Linked DNA regions of Anas platyrhynchos: region 1 is linked to region 2. Evidence: chromatin contacts called from public Hi-C data. All regions are on one chromosome and are shown on one strand. Each heading gives the region's core, a stretch centred on a gene start, on an enhancer-like site or on the middle of the called end of the contact. The rest is flanking DNA. Distances are from core to core; before and after follow the strand shown. Region 1 has its middle 99 kb from the start of TGFB2. Region 2 overlaps RRP15 (ribosomal RNA processing 15 homolog).

Evidence for each region. Hi-C and Micro-C count contacts between places; a contact is called where the count stands out from the background.
Region 1: a contact with region 2 is called in a Hi-C map of small yellow follicle, with 2.3 times the contacts expected there. The contact joins two enhancer-like sites. A contact is called at or near these places in 2 of 8 Hi-C or Micro-C datasets (skeletal muscle and small yellow follicle).

Annotation. Positions count from the first base shown.
Region 1 is chr3:23,046,192-23,050,520 of IASCAAS_PekinDuck_T2T, reverse strand. No RefSeq gene overlaps it. Among named protein-coding and RNA genes, the nearest start is that of TGFB2, 99 kb to the right of the region's middle. Within about 2 kb of position 2,895, at least 1 of the 8 cell types and tissues checked has an H3K27ac peak or open chromatin away from gene starts, as enhancers often do.
Region 2 is chr3:22,937,699-22,942,218 of IASCAAS_PekinDuck_T2T, reverse strand. RRP15 (ribosomal RNA processing 15 homolog) reads right to left here. Exons shown (of 5, transcript XM_038176242.2): 5 at 4,506-4,520. Among named protein-coding and RNA genes, the nearest start is that of TGFB2, 9.6 kb to the left of the region's middle. Within about 2 kb of position 1,713, at least 3 of the 8 cell types and tissues checked have an H3K27ac peak or open chromatin away from gene starts, as enhancers often do.

The sequences.
Region 1 (4,329 bases), core at 1,646-4,145, 110 kb before region 2:
TACTTGTTCATTGTAGCCATAAAATCTAGCTGCAGGGACCTGGCAAGAGCAAAAGTCTCGTACTCTTCAAAACAAGTTATTCAGCAAAAAATTAGACACCAAGCTTTAGTTTGGAAGAGTTACTCTTTGTTAGGCTCATTTTTGATTCATTCCTCCAAAGCCACACTTCCCTACTTTTTATTATTATTATTATTATTATTATTATTGTTTGTTTGTTTGTTTGTTTGTTTTTCTAGTTTATATTACTGGTCACTTAATTTGCTGCTGAAATAGTTAAAATAGTTTCAAATTTTTGAAACAAAATATTTGTTTCACACACGAGCTCACAGTCCACACATAATTTTTTTTCCCCTTTTAGTCATGCAACCCTCTCTTTTGGACAGTCAGAGTGAATAAAACCCACTGAAATATCAGTGATGCCCAGGATAGGGAAGGCATTCTGGGATATCGCATTTTCTAGTGGTGGTTGATGTTTCAGTCTGGGTTTTCAAGGACACCAGCTATGTTGTTTACATTGCAAAGAAAGGAGCTTTTTTGATCAGGGGAAGCTGAGTCACTCCCTGTTAGTTTTATCATTTTGCAAAGAGAGAGAGCTGATGCCTGATCTTTCTCTGACCTTTTATTCAAGCTTCTTTGCTGGGTTCCCAGGCTGTTGTATTCTGTTTAGTCATATCTTGTTGATATTCAGAAGAATCAGATACTTTTTCATTTGGTGTTACATGACATCATAGGCAAAAGCAGCAGAAATCCCATGAGTTTACCCTCTGGTCAAAATCGTTCACTGGGAGGATGAGACTCAATCCTAGAACTTTTTTCTGGGTTGTTCTCTATTTTCAGGGATTTGTGTTGGGGGGTGGCAATGGGAAGGGGCTGAAGTTCTCTTGTTTTTTTTTCCCACAGAGATCATAAGACAAACAGACCATGGGTCAGGTAATGTAAGCAACAGTCTGAAAAACCCTTGCCAAAAATTGTAACCACCCAATCAGCTCTGAAGGAAAAAATTCATTTAAGTGACACATGTTAATAGTATTGAATTCAAAACAAGTGTTTTGACGTCCAGATGTTGGAAAGTGCCATATCCTGATTAACAAAAATATTTTCTGCTCTTTCAGATCTTCCTTCCTTATGTTGATCACAATTCAAGTTTTGAAGAAATTCTTTCCCACTACTGTCCACTGATCACATCACTGAAGTATTTCAAAATTTTAACTTCTTTCCTATAAGGAAAAAATGGAAAGCATAACCACAAATATTTATGTTAGTGTCACTGCTTATTATTGGAAGCTTAGTTCAGTCTGCTGCAGTGCCGTTGCAAGAGCATACCATCAGATATGGCATCCAGCTCCTCAAGGCATTTTACAACAACATCAACACACACAATCTTTATAACCTGGGAAAGACAGAGTATCCCAAATGGAAAGGTGTGAGTGATGTACAGAAATGTCCCCATGCAAATGTTTATAATTGGAAGGCTTTGGAAAGGTATGGCAATGGTATCAATAGGAATGAGCTCTAAGTGTAAGTTGTCTTTTGAGTATCTCACTCATGGGGAGGGAAAAAAAGAAAAAAATTAAAAAAAAAAAAAAGAGGAGAGAAAGCAAGATTTTGATGTTAACTCCTTCAGTGAAGGCACTGCCACTTGTGATGCTCCGCAGCCAGATGGTTATTTAACTGTCTGCTCTCTGCTGCCATGTCAGAACCCCAAATTTTCCTGTAATGTGGCAGTGTAGGATGAGGGGAAAAAAATCTTGGAGAGGGAAATTTAGGCTAGCATACAATAAAGTCTGTTTAGCTTTCAATACTTGCTAAGGCTAGAGCAGATAAGTAGTGAAATTCCTAAGCTTATAAATGTTTATTGACTGATAAGATAGTGTCTATATTGTTAAGGTGAAAGAGTCACCAGTGATCATGATGCCAATGAAGTTCCCTTTCCACAGAAGACAGCCCATGTTGCCCTAGCTGAGTGCAGTGTGCTTTTCTTTTGGGTGGCCATCCTTATGGGGATGGCATTACTCCATGCCCAGTGAGTAGTGGAAGACAAGTGAAAGTGAAAGACAGATAAAATACAGAATTCTACAATAATAACCGGGAACATAATTATCTAAGAGAAACAGGGTTGGGATAGAAGGCTCAATAATGTTTCTAGTAGCCTGCCTACTTTTCTCTTTTTCTTTCTCCTTTTCCCGACATGATAGCTTAGATCCCAATGTTAGCCCTATCACTTTTGTGCTACTACTTACTGCTATCCGCATTTGATAAATGAAGCCTTACAGCAATGGTGAGGGCTTATGTTCTACTTTGTCTTTTATTCGCTGTCTCAGAGTGCTTTACAGCAAAGGCAGAAAATACTTTGCTGCAACAGAAAAGCCTTCTCCCACTTGTCCTTACCAGGTGGGGAAAGAAAGACTCTTCTTTTGTTGAAGGTTTTCAGATTTACCAACAAAGGAAGCTAAGTGCAAGGAAGTTGTTGAAATGTAAGGGCAATCACAACAGCAAAGAAAGAGAGCATCTTTGCAGCCTAAATGAGAAGGAGTCTGGGGTATGGTCAACAACAGAATTTGAGTTCCCCATCCTCAGATCAGAGCCATAACCACAAATTATTCAATTTCCCTATGTAATGTACTTTGATACATCGTTACCTATCAACCAAGCAGCCTCATTTTCCAGAATTTTAAGGTTTATGGCCCATTTCCGTTTCCTTCTTTACTTTATGGGAAAAGATATATAATAAGCTATATTGCAAATATTGGGAAATGTCTTGCAAAGTCTTGTCCTAACCTAACATGACTGAGCAGTGTGGGAGGAGGAAGTAATGACTTCCCCCTGACCTGTGTAGCTGACATGAAGTCTGCCAAGAATCACAGCCTCTTTGCTCAAGGGAACACAGGAGCAACTCTTTGGAGAGGAGGCGGGGAAGGGGGGGCTGGAGGGGGTGTAGAAGCATGTCTCCACCCCCTCCTGTGCTCCGTGTGGCAGAAGAGAGTGGCTGCACCACTTAAAAAGAAGTAGTAAATTCCTCTCCACCTTCCCCCCACCAGCAGTTTGTTTCCGAAGGGTGGGGCGGTGTAGCTTTGCACGGCCGCTTCCCGGATTGGTACAGTTTTGCAGTGCCCACAACGTGGGGTAGCATATAAAACGCACAGTCTAGCCCATTTGGAAAAGAAAATGGTTTTCCTGCATGGGCAGAAAGACAGAGCTGTGCTGTAAGGATGGAATTTCACAACAGAACAAAAATAAAGCACAGTGCTGTTCCAGAATTTCTCGATTCTTATTCTAAACAGTAATAAACCCACCTCCCAAACCCCAGTCCGGACAAAATATTAGCATTCCCTCTGCTCTGGTTACAGCTCACATCCCTCTTAATACCTCTTGCTCTGCCATGAACTATTTGTATAAGAAAGGCTTATGTTTGAACTGGAATTGGCACAAATAGTTACCCATTGGATATTCCTTTTCTGCAGAAATCCGATCTCTTTCAGTGCTTCACAAATCACAGAATCCACAGAGGACAGAAGCCTGTGTTTTCGTCTTCTCCAAAGAGAATAAAAAATCGTCAGTAACTCTGACAGCTTCCTGTAGTGTGGCTCTCACAGCTTATTCCAGATGAGCTGAACATTAAACTTGCCATAAAAATGTTATGATGGGAGGATGTATCTCCCACAGTACTCAGAAATTATTTAGTGAGTTTTGCCATCATCACCCCCAGGCTGTAACCATTTCCCAGCTCTTCTGAGAAGTGAAAACAGTAAGAAAAAACTTAAAAACAAGCCATAGCAATGACAAATAAAAACAGCAGCCATCAGAGGTGACAAAAATGACCACAACTTAATGCAGAAGAGGCCATTGCTTATGTGAGCTTTGCAAACAACTTTACCTTGCCTACTTGGGCATGATGGAGGAGTTTGCAAGGGTTCACCCAAATCTGTATGCTGGCCCTGCACTCAGAACAGGAGGATGTGCCTTATTCTTGCCTCCACCACTTTCTCGCTGTGAGGTGCCAGAGATTCAGCTGGCCCCAGGCTCCCCAGAAGTGAGGCACGTGCTCTGCACCCCCTCTCGTCTCACCCTGGAGCAGCGCAGACAAAATGCCCTGCAGAAGAAAGAGGATTCGTATCCTTTATTCACCACCATGGACAATCAGTCACTGCCTATGATTTCACCAGTGGTTGCCCACTGAGGATCTGCCCCCTATGGTTTACTTCTCTCTGAGCAGCTGCTGCTCCTTCATAGTCTATTTGGTTATGTCATCAAAGCTTTTTCAGTATGGGTAAGGAACCTTTATGCTCTTAAGAGATCTGGAATTTCTCAAAAAAAAAAAAAAAAAAAAAA
Region 2 (4,520 bases), core at 464-2,963:
TCTTGCAAGGCTGAGTCCCTTTGCTAACAAAATCTGCACAATGAATAGCAATGTATCATCCCCATGAACTGGATTTGTTTGTTCAATTGTTTTACTGGAAGTGTATTTATACTTAGGTCTAATACATTGTCTGGCAGAGTAAGGAGCCCTGAAAGGGATAATCTTGCCTGAAGGTTCTGAAAAATCTTCGTTGTCTCTCTGTCATGAAGTAACACCCACTTGAGAATTTTATGAAGTGTTTTTTTTTTAATAAAAATATATTTCTTTCATAAGCATATAACCAAGAAAATTTCAGCAGGTATTGTCAAGTACTCCAATCACCTAAAAAAGAAACAGTATGCAAAAACACACTCTTGTCACCAATGTATAGCTGTGACATCTGTTACTTTTGAACTGTAAGCTCTTTTGAAACTCATGGGAATTATAAATTAGAAAGTCTTATCACCATTGCGTAGGTTGCTAACAACATGGTTTTGATCACCCTTGATCTCCAAAGCAGCACTGCAAGGTGGCAACTGCATGTATGGTAAGTGCAGGTATGTCGAATTCTCAATTACAAAGAAGAGTAAGTTGTGGTACCCAACCCTCTAATGAGAGCTTTCATTCAGAAGCCCAACTTTAGGCACGCTTTCTGAAATGGATGCACACCAGTATCTGTCCCTGAATGTAGGGCACTCAATATAAGGCTGCCTCAAAAGAACACTGTTAGGAAGCTGCAGAGGTGGAAATAAAGCCCAGAACTGATCACTACCTGTATTTCTGTCAGCAGCTTCCCACTCCAATACATCAGTGCCAACAAGCTGTGCAATTTACAGATTACTTGTAAAACAAAGAAAATCCTCTTTAAATAAATTGTAGACAACAAGAAAGTCAATGCAGTAAATATTCAAAGTAAATCATAAACATCTACAAACTAGAAAGCTTTTCACTACCATTTTGCATGGATCAAGCAATTCTTACATTTGTTTCTGTTCTGAACAAGAATGGGAATGTTCTTCCTGACTGGGATAGAAAAACAAAGTTAAAAGCAACAAAGTGACTCCATAGCCAAGGGCCCTTGGTCATAATTTTCAGGATTACATTCATAAATGTAGTTTATAAAAGGCTCAGGAATGGCTATTGGAAACTCCAAGAATTTCAATATTCAAATATGTTAACTTTTTTTTTAAATTACAGCAAACAACCTTATGCTACCCTCATTCCAAAGGATGAAGCATCGCACCAACACAAGCATCTTTCAGCAAGTGCTGAAACCATTCAGTCCAACATAAGTCTTATTTCAACATCTCTTAAGAGAATAAAGCAATTTAAAAAGATGCATTTGAAAAGTGTTTTTTCTAAGTACTGGCCACTCTGTGTATATAAAAAAGAACGATTAAGGAAAAGCCCTAATCTAGTAGATCATCTACAGAGGTGAAAACATTGAGGTTTACATACTGATAGAAACTAAAAGCCTTTGCATTAAGCGTAACAGTGAAGGAAATTAACAATCTGTTAACCAAGAACTTGCCCTGTCTCCAGTGTCTGTCACTGAGGTCCTAGAATATGTTTAGCATTTTGTTTAGCAGTAGGATCCTATCTATTAATAAAAGCTTAGGAGACTTCAATATTTAAAGCCTTCTCCTGGTCCCTCTTACTCTTTACCTCAGCAAATCTTGAAGAAATCATTGAGCAATTTGCAGGGGCTGGAAGTAAGCAACACTGATGACTGTTCTGTGTGGATATTAACTAAGCCAGGACTCATTTCATAAGAATGAGGAGTTTGTCATTTTAAGTTGTGCAGTGTGGTGTGCCAGATGACTTCTGCCTTCCTCCCTGAAGACAGCTACTGAGCCAGCTCTGAACAGATGCAGCATTACAGACCACCTTCTTCTGGAAGTATCAGATAGTCAAAATACTTTTATGGACTCCAAACAAAAAGAGAGAAGAGGAAAGAGAAAGAGCCCTGTCTCCACTAGGAAGCAGCAGGGACCCCAGGCAGCAGCTTCCAGCTCTTTTGTTCTGCTCAACTTCTGAACTCCACGAGAATCTGCCTTGCAGCTGCAGAACTAGGACTTCTTCCCTCCATGTTTTAGCAAGGAAGACTACATGATGCAGTAGCATCACACACAAGGATATTCTACGACCACTCCCAAAGTCTTTCCCTAAGAGCAGGCTGAAGAAAAGAAGGGAGATGGTCCATTTTTCCATAGGCCAAATCATGTTTTCCTTGCTGAGAAACTAGACGGGAAGAGGACAGGCATGGGAAGAGCTGACCCTATGCCTCCTCTTATTAAACAAAACCTTGTTACTTGCATGCAATCCATACAATATTAAACTCTACATACTCTGGAGTTGGCCTGAAGCCTAACAAAACTGGAACCACCCCATCCTTATTGGCTTTATATAGATAGGTACAGAAATATACAAAGTTAAGATGATTCATGCTCTCTGGAATGAAGGGCAGCAGCACAGCTTTGCTTAAGCAGAGATATTCATGGGAGCAGGCAAAATAGACTGAGAACTCTGACGGCTGGGAAAAACTGCTAAATATTGTTCTTTTTAGCTGCTGAAAAGGAAGAATATTACTGAAAAAGCTGGTAGGGAGGCAGGTGGGCCAGCTGATTCTACAAACGGGAGGAAACTGGAAGATGTCTGGGCCAAGCAAGGTTTAGCTCTTGATTTGCTAGTCAATTAAAACTAAACTTGTGAAATAAACCAGTGCCAAATGCCTAAAATTAAAATGCACTGCTTCCATCTGCCACAGGACTCCTTAGTTTATTTCTCTTTTAGAATTAGTTACCCATTGAAGTTATTCTAGGAGCTTCTCTGCATATGTCACAATGAAAGGACAAGCCGCACTATCAAATTTATAAAATTATCCCATTGAACAAAAAATCTGAGTAGTATGCCTCTTAAAAGGCAAGAAATGCTTTGATTCTATAGGCAAAACATTTAAGCACTGCTATGCACTTTAAATGGAATGGGAGCTCAAGATGCACACAGTTAAACACCTGAGTATTCTAGAAGTATTTTGAAAGTAGTCTGAAGTTTTCATAATCACCTCAGGATAGTGTAGTTTCTAAGAAAAACTAGATTATTTTTCAAGAGTTTGATCTCAGCCAGAGACTGGTGATATAAACCTAGAGACCTACTCCAGATTTAAAGGTGCTGATGTAGTTTTTCCACACAAAGTAACTAAACTCTGCAGAAAGAAAGCAATGTCGGATTAGACTATTATGCTGTTTTATAGACTCAAGATTCATTGTAGTATATTTTTGTATTGCACTAATGAGATGCCAGCTCTAGCTGAACAGCTATACAGATGTCTAACCTTCAGAAGCTGGGATAACCATATGTCAAACTTCTGTGGTTTTGCCACTTGATATTTTGTGTGTATGCCTTCATTTGTGATAATAAATATCAGGCCACAAACTAATGTCTACTCAGATATCTAATATGTTTAACACTCAAAGCAGCTTGAAAATCTAAACATTTCTGCTGTTAGCTTGAGTTCTCCTCAAAGAATTATGCTACAATATATACCAGATGAATAGGCTAGGGATAACGCAACCACTGCCAGTTTTTAGGATGGGTTTCTCTCTACCATTTTGTATGTATATTTTTTATGCTGTAAAACACACACAGTTCAATCCCTCTGCCTTCCTCAATGCCTTCGTTACAAAACTTAAATACACTGTCTTACCACACATTTCAATGCTGAAGACCAAAAATTCAAGTTTTATCTGTAGACACTATATATTTTTAAATATCAATTCAGAGGACCTAAAGCATTCTCTTCACATTGCTATCACATTTCTGCATTTGCTAAGTTAAACTACACGGCATCAGACAGACAATCCAACTAGTGAAGGCAGAAGACTTCAGCCTCAGCTTCTCATTTAAAACTCCTTAACCTCCATGATATTCCATCTGTACTCACATGATTCTATATATTTGTATTATGTACGCTGGTTTCTGCACCTCTGCAACCTAGCCACCTATTAGGAGAAACTGCTTAATCAAAGTGAATAGTGTTATACTGATGTGTGTTTTCCAAAATTTGGTATTGTTAGAATATGCACCTTAAAGGAGGGGCTTTTGTTTGACCCTTGCAGACCTGAGGAATTAGCATTACAGTTGACTAAATCCACAGGATGCATCTTGGAGGTCTGGCTCCCTACTGGAAAAGACCAGAACGCTGGAACTGCAAATGAACCAACACTGAATACAATTCTATGCAGTGTTGTTAGAAAAGCCCTTTCTCCCCCCACAAACACAATAGCAATGACTGTCCTTTCTGCTCTTACAAGTCTCTTAGGGCATACAACTTTAGGTTTGCAGAGAAAAAACATACATGCATATACATGTATGCTTTTATATATATATATATGTATATATATATATATATATATTTTATGTGTACATAGACACACACAAAAAGCCAATCAGTAAGGTCAAGTCTCATTTCACAATTATGTTTCTAGAGTTGTCTCTAATCAAAGTAATGCTCCAAGACCAGACCATCACATGAACGCTTA